2 separate regions of the Mus musculus genome follow, and region 1 is linked to region 2. A link is a contact called in public promoter capture Hi-C data. All regions are on one chromosome and are shown on one strand. The core of a region is the stretch at or near the end of the contact, and the rest is flanking DNA. Distances in the headings are between cores, read along the strand shown. Region 1 overlaps Gm30310 (a long non-coding RNA gene). Region 2 has its middle 30 kb from the start of Gm25805.

What was found. Promoter capture Hi-C pulls out the DNA fragments that hold promoters and counts their contacts.
Region 1: a promoter capture Hi-C map of trophoblast stem cells shows a contact between it and region 2, with 4 times the contacts expected there. The contact joins two enhancer-like sites. A contact is called at or near these places in 5 of 39 promoter capture datasets (the C10 cell line, liver, neutrophils and 2 more), 2 of 15 datasets of contacts at CTCF or cohesin (the G1E-ER4 cell line and large pre-B cells), 57 of 484 Hi-C or Micro-C datasets (the 63-12 cell line, the AML12 cell line, the AtT-20 cell line and 36 more), 12 of 115 datasets of contacts at active chromatin or transcription factors (Th17 cells, bone marrow-derived macrophages, cardiomyocytes and 4 more) and 4 of 9 other capture datasets (adipose tissue, embryonic stem cells, liver and 1 more).

What each region holds. Positions count from the first base shown.
Region 1 is chr16:8,884,013-8,886,712 of GRCm38.p6, reverse strand. It overlaps Gm30310 (a long non-coding RNA gene), which reads right to left. Exons shown (of 3, transcript XR_001781949.1): 1 at 2,516-2,700. Among named protein-coding and RNA genes, the nearest start is that of Gm30310, 3.7 kb to the right of the region's middle. Within about 2 kb of position 1,267, at least 7 of the 459 cell types and tissues checked have an H3K27ac peak or open chromatin away from gene starts, as enhancers often do. A contact at or near this core is called in trophoblast stem cells, where this site is marked.
Region 2 is chr16:8,794,843-8,797,542 of GRCm38.p6, reverse strand. No RefSeq gene overlaps it. Among named protein-coding and RNA genes, the nearest start is that of Gm25805, 30 kb to the right of the region's middle. Within about 2 kb of position 1,407, at least 8 of the 459 cell types and tissues checked have an H3K27ac peak or open chromatin away from gene starts, as enhancers often do. A contact at or near this core is called in trophoblast stem cells, where this site is marked.

The DNA of each region.
Region 1 (2,700 bases), core at 18-2,517, 89 kb before region 2:
TTTTGTTTTTCGAGACAGGGTTTCTCTGTATAGTCCTGGCTGTCCTGGAACTCACTTTGTAGACCAGGCTGGCCTCAAACTCAGAAATCCACCTGCCTCTGCCTCCCGAGTGCTGGGATTAAAGGCGTGCGCCACCGCCCGGCTGGGGCTTGTTTTGTTGTTGTGTTTTGTTGTGGGTTTGAGGGGTTGTTTTATTGCTGCTGCTGGTGGTGGTGATGGTGGTGGTAGGCTGATTTTAGAGGTTTGCTATACTTTTTTGTTTTGTTTTGTTTTTGATGTTTTTTGCAGCTAGGAGGAGTGAACCTAGGACCTCTGACATACCGGTCAAGCACATTCATGCCACCCAAGTGTCCTGCCCCTGAAATACATCCTCCCCAGCATGTTTGTGGCACACGTGTAGAGGTGATAAACCTCCTCCACCCGAAACACACATAACTGGCAATTGGGAGCTGGCTGGGGAGTCATGAGAGTGGGAGAGCGGGTCTTGCCCCTCAACAGCTGTGCACTCGGGAGAGTGGGTCCTTTGCCTGGTCTGTGCAGCACAGTAGAGCTGGCCCTAGTAGCAGGGCCGCAGGTGATCCGGCCCTAAGGTAAAGCCAGCATGGGAGCGCTGGCCTCACCACTCCTCCACCATGGGGTTGTGCTGGTGTGGAGGTGAGGCCCTTCCCACACCTAATTGCTGGAAAGCCTTCTGGGATACCACTTGGCAGAAAATGGGCTTCAGGCAGGAATCTGACATTGGAAGTAAGCTCAGGCAGGACTCTGACATTAGGGCATAATAAGGAAGTCAGTTTCAGTAAGAATCTAACTTTAGGCTGTAATAAGGAAGTCGGGTAAGGCAGGAATTTTAGGATGTCTCAGGATGGAACAGAAGAACTAGGCTTCAGGCAAGATTTTGGGCTTGGACGAGGAAGTGGGCTCAAGTGTTGGGTCATTATAACAAGCCCTTTTAAACAACTGCCATGGGAGTAATCACAGGACTTCGCTTACTGCCTTGTTAGTTCCTTATTGTACTGCTCGCCCAAAATACCTGCATGTAATTAAAATGTATAAAAAGTGGATTGGAAAATTAAATTTGCCTTCAGTCTGAGAATTGACTTGGGTCATGCTACAATGTTGTCTAACTATCTTTTTTTCTTTTTAATCCTCACTCCCGCGCTGGAGAACCTGTTGACTGACTGAGCGGGCTTGGTCAGACTCACCCCTCACCACGCCCAGCAGTTAGGAAAGCTGGCCCTGGGTCCTGAGAGCAGGAACGCTGGCCCAGCCTCTTGCCAGCTACAGCACTGAGTGGGCCTCGAACTTTTACTGAGCAGCACAGTGGAGCTGGCTGGAGAGGTATGGGTACAGGTGAGCCACCCAGAGGGCATGACAGCAGAAGAGCTGCCTCCTTCCTGCCAGTAGCAGCATTGGGTGGCCTAGCCAGGGCAGTGCTGGAGAGCTGGCCCTGGTGGTGTGGTAAGGACTGGAGGGCTGACCTGCTCAACTGCCACCCATGCCCAGATCCAAGGCTTTTGAGTTGGCCTATCCCAACATCTACCTCACCTGTGAATTTGGGGGGGGGGGTGTGAAAGGGCCACTCCGGCTGATCCAAAACTCCAAGATCTCATGACACAGGGGAACACATAGGATAACCAGGAGGAGTCCCAGTGAGAATTCAATGTTGGTGTCACAGAAGCCAGAGTCTTCTAACCAGACACATTGCAATGAGCATTCGCAAGTGAAGGCATGTGGACAGAGGGATATCCTGTGGGACACACTGGGACACACTGCAGCTTCCACCATGAGATGTTTTCTATGCTTTGGGTGGGTGTGTGTGTGTGTGTTATTCTGGGGGAGTTGAAAGGGCAGAGGGCAGACACGAGGGGACAGGGAGATGAGCGAAACTGGGGTACATGATGTGAAACTCACAAAGAATCAATAAAAAGTTTTTAAAAATAATAAAAATAGGGGTGGGAGGAAAAAAAAATAAAAAATTAAAAAAATAATAATAATAAAAATAAAAGCATTTAATTGGGAAGCTTGTCTACAGTTTCAGAAAGTCCATGATCATCATGCAGAGGAGCATGACAGCAGGCAGGCAGGCAGGCAGGCAGCAGGCAGGCAGGCAGGCAGCAGGCAGGCAGGCAGGCAGGCAGGCAGACCTGGCCCTGGACAGAGCATAGCGTTTACATCTGATCCACAGCTGCAAGCAGAGAGAGACACTGGGCCTGGCCTGGCCTTTTGAAACCTCACAACCCACCCCAGTGACATGCTTCCCCAACAAGGCCATACCTCCTAGTCCTTCTCAAACAGTTCCACTAACCGGAAGCCAAGCATTAAAATTTATGAGCTTACGGGGACCATCCTGGTTCAAACCCCTACAGTTCCTAGCCCAGTTCTTGTTTTTTTAACACTTGTTTACTTGTTTGTTTGGGGGTAGCAGGTGCATGACTGCAGAGTACAGCCCTGGGAGCCAGTTCTCCTCTCTACCCAGTAAATCCCAGAGACTGGGTTTGGTGGCAGCTTCATTTACCCAGTGAATCGTGTCGTCTTCTCTCTTGCCTTTCTATAGGAAAAAAACACTGTTCTTTTTTCCCTCTGGCTAATCCTTCTGTGGACACACACATGCAGTGCAAACGGGGTATTGCATAGAACACGCTGAGGCCAAGGGTAACAGCTTCCCACAGCACGATCTGCACTTTCATTTTCTTCCATCTG
Region 2 (2,700 bases), core at 158-2,657:
TTATGTGAGCACACTATAGCTGTCTCCCGACACACCAGAAGAGGGCACCAGATCTCATTACAGATGGTTGTTAACCACCATGTGGTTGGTGGGAATTGAACTCAGGACCTTTGGTAGAGCAGTCATCTCTACTGAGCCATCTCTCCAACCCAATCAATCAGTTTTTAAAAAAGCTGTCTGAGGGGCTCGAGAGATGAGATGGCTCAGGGTTTAAGAGCACTGACTGCTCTTCTGAAGGTCCTGAGTTCAATTCCCAGCAACAAGATGGCTCACAGCCATCTGTAATGGACCTGATGCCCCCTTCTGTCATGCAGGTGTACATGCAAATAGAGCATTCATACACATGAAGTACATAAACAAGTACTTTAAAAAGCTTTCTGGGGCTGAGGAACGTAGCTTAATAATAGGGTGAGTGCCTGCCACTCAGAAAAGACTGGGTTCCAAAAGTAACTATTACTAAAGGTAAACAAACACACAGCACACACGCAAACTACCAGTTAGCCGGAAAGGAGCCTCTGCTGAAGGCCTATTTTTATAGGCCTATAAAAATAACCAAGAAAAGGAAAGAATTATATTACAGAGGGCCAGATGCGGAGGCAGCAAGACCAGGAGTTCAAAGTCACTATTGGCTACCCAGCCAGTTGGAAGCCAGCCTAAGTTGTAAGAGACCCTGTGTCAAACCCATCTATCCCCAAAACCTACATTAGAGAAAGCTATTAGAGGGACAGCTCCAGAATGTGGTGCTGAGGAAACCACAACATCCATATCGGTAAAGATTGTGTCTGGGGACCAGTGTCTGATCACAACGTCTGAGGCAGTGCGGGGTGCACTCCTGTAATTCCAGCAGCAGGGAGGCAGGCGTAACAGGATCAGGAGTTCAGGATCATGCTTGACTACTTGCTAAATTTGACCTGGGAGAGGGCTTGGTTGGTAAAGTGCTTGCTAGGCAATCAAGAGAAGCCAAGGTAGACGTCCAGTGCCTATAGGTGTGGGGGCACATCTGTAATCCCAATGCTGAAGGAGATGAGACAGGTGACTCCCTGGGGCTTGTGGGACAATCAGCCTAGCCAAATCGGCAAGTTTTATGTCAATGAGACACCCTGTCTCAAACAAGGTGGACAGCACAGCACCTGAGGACCAGTGTCTGAGGTTGACGTCTGGCCTCTGTCCACAGGTGCATACATCTCTACTTGCACCTACACACATTTGCACTCATACTCACAAGTGTGTGCCCCCCATACACACAGGGAAAAAGTAAAAAGTCTTGTGTGGGTTGAGCCAAGCTATAGCAAATACTGTCATTAAAGTAGAATTAGTCCAGATGTTCAGTTCCAGAGTTCCCAAATAGCTGAGGTCATGGCCACCTTGTTGTTGTGTCTGGACTAATCCGAGCAAAGGTTATATAGTGCTCCTATTCCCAGACTCTGAGTCACCAGTGACCCAGCATAAATCACTTTGCTCTATTTGAGACTTGCAACCTAAGTGTGAATGCCTTTCAGGGAAATTACAGACGCTCCATTAATTAATAGGGGGAAAACAGTCTAATTTGTGTACATCTGGCCTTTAGAAACATGACATCAGTAAGTTTGAATGCAGGGTTCATTAGTTAAATTATTCAACTACATCTGTGGGCATACTTAATATTTATTAACCTCTCACTGTGAGCTGTGATCTGAGGCAGGAGCTGGAGAGTGCACCAGAGCAGGGCAGAGGGCTCCACATCAATGCAGTTTATGCTTAGAGAGGAGATGGATGGCTGAGAACTAAACTCAGCCAGTCAGTGGTGGCGCATAATCCCAGCACTTGGGAGGCAGAGACAGGAGGATTTCTGAGTTCGACGCCAGCCTGGTCTACAGAGTGAGTTCCAGGACAGCCAGGGCTACACAGAGAAGCCCTGTCTGGAAAAAACAAAAACAAAACAAAACAAAAAAAAGAACTAGGGGCTGGAGAGATGGCTCAGCAGTTAAGAGCACTGACTGCTCTTCCAGAGATGCTGAGTTCAAATCCCAGCAACCATATTGGTGGCTCACAACCATCTGTAATAATATTTGGCGCTTTTTCTGGAGTGTCTGAAGACAGCTACAGTGTACTTACATATAAGAAAGAAAGAAAGGAAGGAAGAAAGAAAGAAAGAAAGGAAACTAAACTCAATAAAAGCTTCCCAAAACTGTTGTGTGCTATAAGGGAAACAAGAAGTCTGTGATAGCCAGTAGCTGGAGGCTTCTACTTTTGAAGGAATACTCACAAAAGGCTTCTGTTGAAACATAATCCTTTGTCTGAGGATGTCTCTCAGAGAGAGAGAGAGCTTGCCTAGCAGGCTGTGGTGCTTTCAATGAGAGCCTTGCCCCATAAGCTCTCACGGCTGAACACTTGTTCCCAGTGGGTGGCACTGTTGGGAAGTGCACGTAACTTTGGGGGGTGGAGTCTCGCAGGAGGAAAGGCTAGGGGTCACTAGGGGTGGGCTCTGGAGTGTTGATAGCCTTGCCACCTTTCCAAGGCTCTTTCTCTCTGCTTTCTTTCTGTAGCTGAGATGTGACCTCTCAGATGCCTGGTCTGACCACCTGTTGCCACCCCTTCCCTCCCATTTTGGGCATCTAGTACTCTGGAACCTTAAGCCAAAACTAACTGTTCTGTAAGTTGCTTTTGATCTTGGTATCTATCACAGCAATAAAAAGGTAACTAATAATATACATGCTTAAA